Regions from separate parts of the Mus musculus genome. Here region 2 is linked to region 1. Evidence: chromatin contacts called from public Micro-C data. All regions are on one chromosome and are shown on one strand. Each heading gives the region's core, a stretch centred on a gene start, on an enhancer-like site or on the middle of the called end of the contact. The rest is flanking DNA. Distances are from core to core; before and after follow the strand shown.

Region 1 (4,727 bases), core at 655-3,154:
GGGCATTGCAGAATCAGAGCTGTTCCGAGAGGATAATAAATGCATCTGTGATGGGTTTCAGAGATAAGCACTGTTGACATGTAGTGCTTTCTGTAGGCTGCCATGCGCATACATATGCATGTGTGGACCACGGTTAGTGCCAGTTATACACAGGCTATTGTGTTGACATTTCTCTCAATGTTGAACAATTTCCTGTGTAGCAAATTGTCCAAGTATTTGAGTTTTAATAGCCATAATGTTTTTTTTTAAATGAATGTAGCATTTTTTTTTCAGAAGGTTCTCTGTTATTAGCTATTTGGAGTGTTTATATTTTGGCTATAGTAAAAAATACTGTAGCATATAGTTATATTAAATGTAAATACAGTTACATACACATGTAAGTAGTTGTGCTTATCAATTTCTCTAGAACTATTTGACAGTCCCACACATGTTTATAATGAATATTCATAATCTCACTTTAAGTTCTGTCTCTCATCTCCTCCTGATGATACCCTCTTCCCCAGCAAGTCTGCTTGTATACTGGGATACCTTTCTCTAGACATCATTACTGAATGTGCATCTTCAGGAGATCTGCTAATGAGTCTGCTCATCTCTCTAAGCTGCTACAAATGCTAGAGGTTGTGCCTTTAAGGCAGATGGCATGGAGGATATGCTCCATACTGCCACCTCTTCCTTGCCATGGTAAAGTTCGGCGTGTGCGCCATTGTTTGGGTGTGTTGAGTAAAAGAGGAAGATCTTAGATCAGTATTCAGGAAGAAGTGACTTTGATTTACGTTTGGATTTAATCAATTACACACTCAGTGAAAATAGAGACCTTCTGAAAACCCCAGGTACTGACAGTGAAGACAGAAATAGAAGCCACTAAAATTGTCTGTTAAATGGTTAGTTAGGTGTGGTGGCTCAGACCTGTAGTCCCAGCACTGGGGCGCCGCTGAGGTAGGAGAATCTTGAATCAGCTAGCCTGGGCTACATCACACACACACACACACACACACACACACACACACACACACACACACACGAGTCTTTCTTGTCACTGGATAGTCTTGTAACCCTTTCTTGTCTTTTTCCCCATGTGTCTCCTGCAGAACTCACCTTTAAGCTCTACCAGCGGGCCAAGCACGTGTACAGTGAGGCTGCACGCGTGCTGCAGTTTAAGCAGGTATGTGAAGATGCGCCAGACAACGCAGTCCAGCTGCTGGGGGAGCTAATGAACCAGAGCCACAGAAGCTGCCGGGACATGTATGAGTGCAGCTGCCCTGAGCTGGACCAGCTAGTGGACATCTGCCGGTGAGCTGAGAGGGCCACGTGGGAGCTAAAACATGCCACCAGGGAATGTTGGTGCAATGAACAAAAACCCGTATTCTCATAATTTAGATGAATCCTTCCTGTATGAGGGACCCCAGTCCTCCTGATGTAGAGCTCCCATGTTCTTCCTGCATGTCTGCAGAGTGGCTTGAGACCCGGCTTTATGGGGCACAGAAGTCAATCTGAAACCAGTTTCATTGTTAGCTGATTAAACCTCTCAGGAAGGCAGCTGTTCTCTGACATGGGCATTTTATGTGTTTCGGAAACCCCTAGGAACCCAATGGAGTTCTGTCTAGAAGAGAGTCAAAAAACGGTCTTGACCTTGAGAGTTCTGCTGAAGGAGGTGGGCTGGAAGAATCACTTGGAAAGCCCCTCTTGAACTGCCATATTTATTTTGGGCAATTAGGGGAAATGAAGACCAAAGAAAGGCCAGTTTATAAACTTGGCTATGACAGAAGTGTAAAGAGAGAGCATCTTTCACAAAATCTCCAGACCTCCCTGTAATTGTGCAACAATGGGGATAATAGAGTCCTTCCCAGGGAGGTCCCACACTGACCTTGGAGAACTGAAAGGGAAATTGGAGGGAAATCAGATGACCTGTGTTAGCTCACTCTGACGATGACACAGCCCTGCACGCAACTAGCAGTGGAAATGTAATTAGCCACTTGGCGCCTGTGGCTTGCCAGGCTCATGCCACACCCAGTCAGAAAGTTTAAACCCAGCGGCTAGAGTGGATCACAAATGGCATGTGGAACCTGCCTGGCCCGGCCAGGAGCTTGTACTCAGTGGCTGAGGCACTTCCTGCAGACATCAGCATTTGCTCACTAATTGCCAACCCCCCCTTCCAGAGCCTGTTTTAATTTAAAGAAAAAGCATCAAGGGCCCAGTGAATGGAAGAGACAAACACTGTTCAGTCTTGGACATAAGAGGAAGGGGGATGATTTATGTAGAAATGAGGAATAAGTTGTTTTGGCTTGGAAGGGGGAGGGGAATTTGAATCCAACCGGAAACAGTATGGATGGGATCTGCCAGCTTCCTGGAATTTCCCAATGTGCTTTTTTTCTCCTTGGATGGTCACCAGTACCGGTTTACATTTCTGTGAGCAAAGAGATTAGTGATGATCTAAAAAATAATTTGATTGCTTGTGATACATGTTGCAGACAGAAACTGGGAGGAATAGTGACTGCTAGGGTTGAAGGGAGAGTCTTTATATAGAGTGGTTGGAGAAGGCTTCTCTGAGGAAGCACACTGGAACAGAAGACCTGAAGGGACAAGCAGACAGGCACAGCAGGGAAGGAAGGAAGGAGAGGTGAAGCTTGAGCGGTGTGGATATGACACTCTGCACCGACCCCATTAGCTGCGGGAAGGACTCACACTGCATGCACCCTGTCCGCTGTGGGGAGGATTCCAGAAGAGAAAGGGGCTCAATGGATGTGACAGTTGACTCTGTCCTAGATATGGTTGAAGGAAGGTTCTAGACCATTGCAACTATTGCTCTGTGGGAGAAGGAAAGGAAGGAATCAAGAGAACTGTTGGTTGTTTTGACTGAGAAAGGTTTTTTTTTTTTCTTTTTCTAAAATTATTATTTGGGGGAGGGCAGCCATTTTTTTACAACTCAAGGTCAGAGTTATCTCCGAGTGCCACAGATAGTCCCAGGTGTTAGTGTGAGGAGCTCCCTCTGTCAGGGCCCTGGGAGGACAGCTGCAGGGGGCCAGGGCACCACCGCTGTTGCCACCTTCCCTGCCCAGTCAGCCCAAACCTCACACAGAAGCCAAGGCACTGTCTTTTTGTGGGTGTTTGGGACGTGATGGTGCAGGAAAGGAGTGCTGAAGACAGCTAGAGATACCAGGGGTAAGGGAAAGAACAGAAACACAAAACAAACAAACACCCAATCAAAGCCCTGGGGAAACCAGGGGGCAGGTCTGCAGAGCACCTCGGCCTTCCTGACATCATCTCTGGAGGGACCCAGAGATTCTGCAAGTCCTGGGAGGGTCCTGGGAGGGTATGAGCCACACTGGGCTGGCAGAGGGCTTTCTGTTTAATAAACACAGCAGCCCCAGAATTCCCCGTCACAGAGAAGAAAAGATAGTACGGACAGACTAGGCAGCTTGGACTGTTGGTCAGCTTGGGAGACCAGATGAGGGAAATCTGAAATGGGTTCAGGGAGTATTGCCAATGACATTTTGCCACTGTCACCTTTGGCTACCTGGTATCACTTTAAAATTTTTGTGTGTTTGAGAAACATTTTTTGTAAAGTATTTACATGAACAGATATGTGGCTGTGTGTGGGAACAGAGCTTGAGAGGCTAGGATATCACCACAGAACCCACACTCTGGAGGTTTGTGTGACCTGAGCTGGACCATATTTCCAAAGTGGTCCTCAGTAGTCAGACAGTGAGATAGCATAGAGGGCATTTTCATCCTGTTCATCAAGAGAAAAATCAGTTTAGAACACAGAAGGCCCAAGGGCTGAGGGTGTGTGCTTGCGAGGCCCAGTATGAAAACTCCTGGGAATTGGAGGCCAACTGTAGCTACATAAGAGCCCTCCCATCCAGCCAGGAGCCGCAGGATGAGACCCTGTCAAAAAAGAAAAGAAAACCAGAAGGAAATTACATTTATGTACTTAGGTTGATTTTTTAAATTAAGTTAATGTTCAAATTTTTATTAGATGAGATGAAATAATGAAGGAAGAAGGCAGTCTTTGCCCAATTATAAAATGACTATTTTAAATGAACAAACTGTAAATTCAAATTTTGATGTAGAATTTCCTGAGGAACACAGAAAATAGTTAAGCCAAGCCATGTGGGACAGCCCATTTGTTATTGGTTCCTTGAGGGGAAAAAGTTAATGCTTTTTGTTTCTGTTTGGCCACTTGTTGAAATTAGAAAGGATTCCTCCCTGTATTATTGCTGTTATTGCCCAAGCTATTAAGGAAGACTAATGTCGGGTTCTCAGGATGAGAGTGGGTGCAGAGATTCCCTTGCTCCACTCTCCTCAGAAGACTTCCCTCAGCCCTGATCCACAACTGAGCTGCTCAACCTCCTGAGACCCTCCTCGCCAAGTCACTCATAGCTGTGTGGTCTTTCACTGGCTTACACGCTGACCTCTCTGCCCTGCCAAGGAAGGAAGAGTACCACTCTACCTATTTGGGGGACTCCTATCTCTCTAGGCAAATGTCTTTTACCTCTAGGGTATTGTGAGTGACTGACCATTCTCTGAGGCAAGCTACAGCCATCTTGGAGCATTCGCCTGTGAGTGCTTGTGAGATCATTTTAGTTGGGCTGGTTGGCTGTTTATAGCCCCCAGTTGAGGGCCCGGGAGGGTCACAAACCCTCACTGAGTACCCAGCTCATCCAGTCTGCCCTAAGTGTACTGGGTCCCTGAGAGGGGCTAGGTTATAAAGGCATGGGAAGACTAGA
Region 2 (4,392 bases), core at 387-2,886, 180 kb after region 1:
TCCCCAATACAGATATGAGTTATCACTGCTGGCTCTAAAGTATAGTTTTGACTTAAGTTTTTATTGTTGTTTATAAATAAGTCAAGATGTGAAACGACATATCCTATGCAACACCCTGTCCAGTTGGAAATTCTTCCCTAGACTCCAACCACTCATCAGGATTTGGCTTCATGGACTCCCCCAGCCTCTTTTGAGGTTCCTAAAATTTGTCATAATGTTTCCTGTACTACCCATACTTAACATGTAAGCACTTCCAGGGCAAGGTGTAAAGATGACAATAACAAAGCCAAAAATTGAAAGGGCTAACAATTAAAAGTCAAATATCCCATTTTCTGATGTTCAGGCCCTCACTGTTTGATGCCTAACTGTGATGTTGTGCACAAATAACTAAAGCTTAATTCCTAAGGCAGGTAGACATGTCAATGTGGGTCTCAAAGTAGACTCTCAACTGTTTTAGCATTCAACATATATGAATACCATTCTGGTGGCTCTCACATTGCGTCTCAAAAGGTTAGTAACTTCTTTTTCTGTTTTGATAAGTGAAGGTATAGTGGACTGGCTGACATTTAGAATGACTTTTGTTCTGCATGCCTCTCTTTATTAAAACATTTTTGCTTAAAGTCTAAATTCAAATATCCATGGTCTAATTTCTACCTCACTCTCACTAGTTCTGAAATTCCTTTTCTGTATCCAAATCAGGAATACCAGTTTGGCTCGAGTTGAGGTCTCCAAAACATTAAGGGACCTATTCAGTCTGCTAAGAGTGACAGAAGGGATTCTCCTCTCCTCCTCTCCTCTCCCCTCCCCTCCCCTCCCCTCTCCTCTCCTCTCCCCTCCCCTCTCCTCCTCTCTCTTCCCTTCCCTTCCCCTTCTTCCTTCCCCTTCCCTTCCCTTCTCTTCTCTTCCTCTCCTCTTCTCTCTCTCTCTCTCCTCCTCCTCCTCCTCCTCCTCCTCCTCCTTCTTCTTCTTCTTCCTCTCTGTGTCTCTCTGTCTGTCTGTCTCTGTCTCTCCTATTCAAGTAGAAGCTACCACTCATGACCAGGCTGGAAATGGGCCTTTCTCCTACTTACAGGTGTGATCCTGGGAATTCATGTTAACCATTGTCTATTTTTCTGTTAAAACTTTTATATAAATTCTGGTGTGGTAAATATCAGTGTCCTGGCTTGTCATTCGTGATTACACACAAGGCTGTTCTTTTTCTCCCATTGGTTAATTTCATAATTCTCCACTCATTAAACAAATTGCTTGATATATGACAGTTTTGTTTCTAATTTAACAACTATTGTTTAGGTTTCTTTGAGGTGGAGCATAGAAAAATAATTTAATCACTTATCCACATATATTAGACTTTAAAAAAAAATAAAAGAAAAATACAGTAGGTGTCAACTCTGCGTGTTGTAAGCAAAGCACAAAATGCATAAACGGTTTTCCTAAGAAGTCTATCAAGCTTGAACTACCAACCACCTAAAGCTACAAGTCTGAGATCTCGTAAATATAGTATTTGGGGAGGTAAAGCGGTGTTACTAGCTCCTCACTAACTCACAGAAACTACTTTCGAAAAGGCTGTTCCGGAACACGTCCCCAGTTGCGCTGGGGGCCCACAACGGGCGGCACAGCAGGAAGCTGACGGTTCCTTTGGAACAGGTCACCCGGGAAGCGAAGGCGGGACTTCCGAACCAGTTCCTCCTGCTCGCCCACGGGATTCTCCCTCTGAGCATGCGCCGTGGTCAGCTTCCCCGTGGCCCTGGCAACCGCCAGGCCCCGCCCTCCGGTGTTCTGCGGAAAGCGCTCCGGGGGGGAGCGCGTGGAGCGGAGGCGGTACGGACCGAGAGTTGAGCGTGGTGCAGGTCGGCATCCCCTCGGGTCGGGTGGCTCGGGCCGGACGCCGGCCAGGCCCAGCGGAGGTCTCACTGCGGGCTAGTGCTGCGTGTGGCGTGCCCGTGGGGGCAAGACTTGAGTGGTCTGGGGCCTAAATGAAGCCTTATTAGGCTTCCCGAGTCGGCGTTGCTCACTCCTGGCAAGGCCAGCTCCCTGTGAGCACCGATCTGTAATTCAGGCTTTGGCGTGGTTTCGGCATGGTCGCGGGAAAAGGAAACCAGATGTGTGCTGTTACCGTCAGCCGATAAGCAGACGCGTTTCTTGTGTGTCTATTTCTTGGGAATGTGAGACAAGTATAGTAACACTTTGCGTTGCTAGTTCCACGAGGTTGGGTAAGGATGAAGAGCCCAAGATTGCAGCATTTCAGGGCTGTTTATGATTGAACTCCAAATGCAAAAATTTCCAAGACATTTCGCCTGTCATATAATGTGTTCTGTGGGAAGGGAGTCAAGTTCTGTGTTTAAAAAATGGCGGTGGTATCTTGGATGTTTAAAAAAAAGGGGGGGGGGGGCGAGAGGGATATTGTACCTCATCAAATTATACGATCAGTTCTTAGTACTTCACAAGCAAATATTGAAAACAGTCTTATCTGGTCCTGAATTTGTCCACAATTCAAAATAGGAGAAATTTAAAGAATATTCCCTTGGGAGGCAAATCAGCTTAGTGTGTTGGAAAAAGTAGCCTTGTTCCGCCGATCTGTGTAGTGCCCCAAAGTTGAGTAGAAAGATAAGTCCTGGATGCCTTCTACAGAGTGGTTTCAATTTAGTTGATAAGTATTTGAATCTATCTAAAAAAAATCAAGAATAGGTAAATCGGAAAGAGTTGTACTTTTGCCTCATTGAAAAGTGCCTCCAAATGAATATGTTTGTCCATATCAAATATGTGGACCCAGGGATAAGTAGTCAGAAGTGTAAAAGATTGTCTTTGTGTGAGTTTATAACTGAGTTAGAATCTGACTTTGAGCCTAAAAATAGATGTTATGTGCAAAGCAGACAGGATGAAACTGCATAAGTATCATTATTTTTAGAGAAATTGAGTGGAAAAAAAAGTTTTTCAGCCCAATTTGCAGAGTAGACCATCAGGATGCTAGTTATTTGCCCTAGGAACCGCCCTTGTTTTCTAATTCTTTACAACTCTCCCCCACCCAACTCCAGCTGCATCGCCCTGCACGTATTTGATGTTAAGTATAGGTATACTTACATGCATCTATGTCCTTGTTGTCATTGATTGTTATTATATACTACTGGAGACAATGTCAGAATCCACAGGCTGACAATTCAGTCACAAAATTGTCCCAGCCTCTTCCAAGTCACACACTGAACCATCAGAATTCCCTTCCAACTAGCTACAAGCTGAGAGTCCTTCATCCCCTCTTCAAATGCATTTGATTTGCTTGTGTGGCCCACAGATCTCAGGGGACACTATGCTTGCATTTGATGGTTATTATAAAGGCGATTTTAACAGATTTAAACATACAGGCAGGTGGAGTAGGTAAGGGACTAGAGCACAGGTGCTTCCTCCCTGTGCAGCCGAGGTGGGCTTCCTTACAGTGAGCGGATGCCCTTGCATCATCAACTGTCCAGAAGCTACCGGAAGTCCTGATGGGGTTTTAGAGAGGGTTTTATAGGCTTACTTGCTAACCGAGTGAAAGGAAATCCTCAGGGCCTGTCAGGTTCTTTGGCTTTCCTCCCTCCAAGGGAGGAAATAAGGCAGAATCCGGTATTCATCTACTGTTATACTGGGACAATTTAAGTTGAACTTTCTATTACCCCTCCTCAGAAAGGAGTTTTAAGTCAGAAATCCAGGGAAAAAAGAAAAGTGTGTGTGTGTGTGTGTGTGTATTCACAATACCCAACTGATTTTACTCATACCATTATAGACTTTTATGTTTTATTTAGATTTATCATGAGTGTTGGTGTCATAGGATGCCAATTCAATTTATATAGTTGAACGTATTTCTGTACAATAGTAACAGAAAGTCTTGTATTATTAATATTTTAAATCAAAATTACTATATTTGGGACAAAATGGGTACTATCAGAATGGATTGTCAATGTCTAAATTTTATATGTGAAATCATTTTAATATAGACATTTCCATTTTTTAATGAAAGAGTAACTGAAATTGCTTTTTTGAGTTGGTTTTTAATTTTGTATTTTCAAGCATATCAATTTAGTGGGTTTTGAACTTATTAATATCTGTTGATAAGTACTAAAGCTAACTGTAACATACTGGGCAATTTTATTTGTAATGACAGTACAATGTTGACATTTCATTCCTTCTCATTTTAATTTTTGCAGTGTACCTATGATACATGCTTTAGAAACAGAATATTTTGGTTCAAAGGGAAAATGGCTCTCAGTCCATCTGTAGTTCCTCAAGAAAGTAAAGAAGATAATGCAAACTGTGTAGAAACAAAACCGTCACAAACCACTTCCATTGCTTCAGAAGACCCCCTTCAAAACTTATGCTTAGCGTCTCAGGAAGTGCTGCGTAAGGCTCAACAAAGTGGGA

Evidence for each region. A called contact is a pair of places that touch in the nucleus more often than the background predicts.
Region 2: a contact with region 1 is called in a Micro-C map of muscle stem cells, with 5 times the contacts expected there. The contact joins the promoter of Fam227b here to the enhancer-like site in region 1. A contact is called at or near these places in 1 of 484 Hi-C or Micro-C datasets (muscle stem cells), 3 of 115 datasets of contacts at active chromatin or transcription factors (bone marrow-derived macrophages, embryonic midbrain and embryonic stem cells) and 2 of 9 other capture datasets (adipose tissue and liver).

The regions. Positions count from the first base shown.
Region 1 is chr2:125,974,172-125,978,898 of GRCm38.p6, forward strand. It overlaps Galk2 (galactokinase 2), which reads left to right. Exons shown (of 10, transcript NM_001291002.1): 9 at 1,089-1,290. Among named protein-coding and RNA genes, the nearest start is that of Fgf7, 58 kb to the right of the region's middle. Within about 2 kb of position 1,905, at least 25 of the 459 cell types and tissues checked have an H3K27ac peak or open chromatin away from gene starts, as enhancers often do. A contact at or near this core is called in muscle stem cells, where this site is marked.
Region 2 is chr2:126,150,368-126,154,759 of GRCm38.p6, forward strand. It overlaps Fam227b (family with sequence similarity 227, member B), which reads right to left and starts at 1,637. Exons shown (of 17, transcript NM_029455.3): 1 at 1,544-1,637. It overlaps Dtwd1 (DTW domain containing 1), which reads left to right and starts at 1,774. Exons shown (of 5, transcript NM_026981.2): 1 at 1,774-1,847; 2 at 4,179-4,392. The coding sequence starts at 4,230.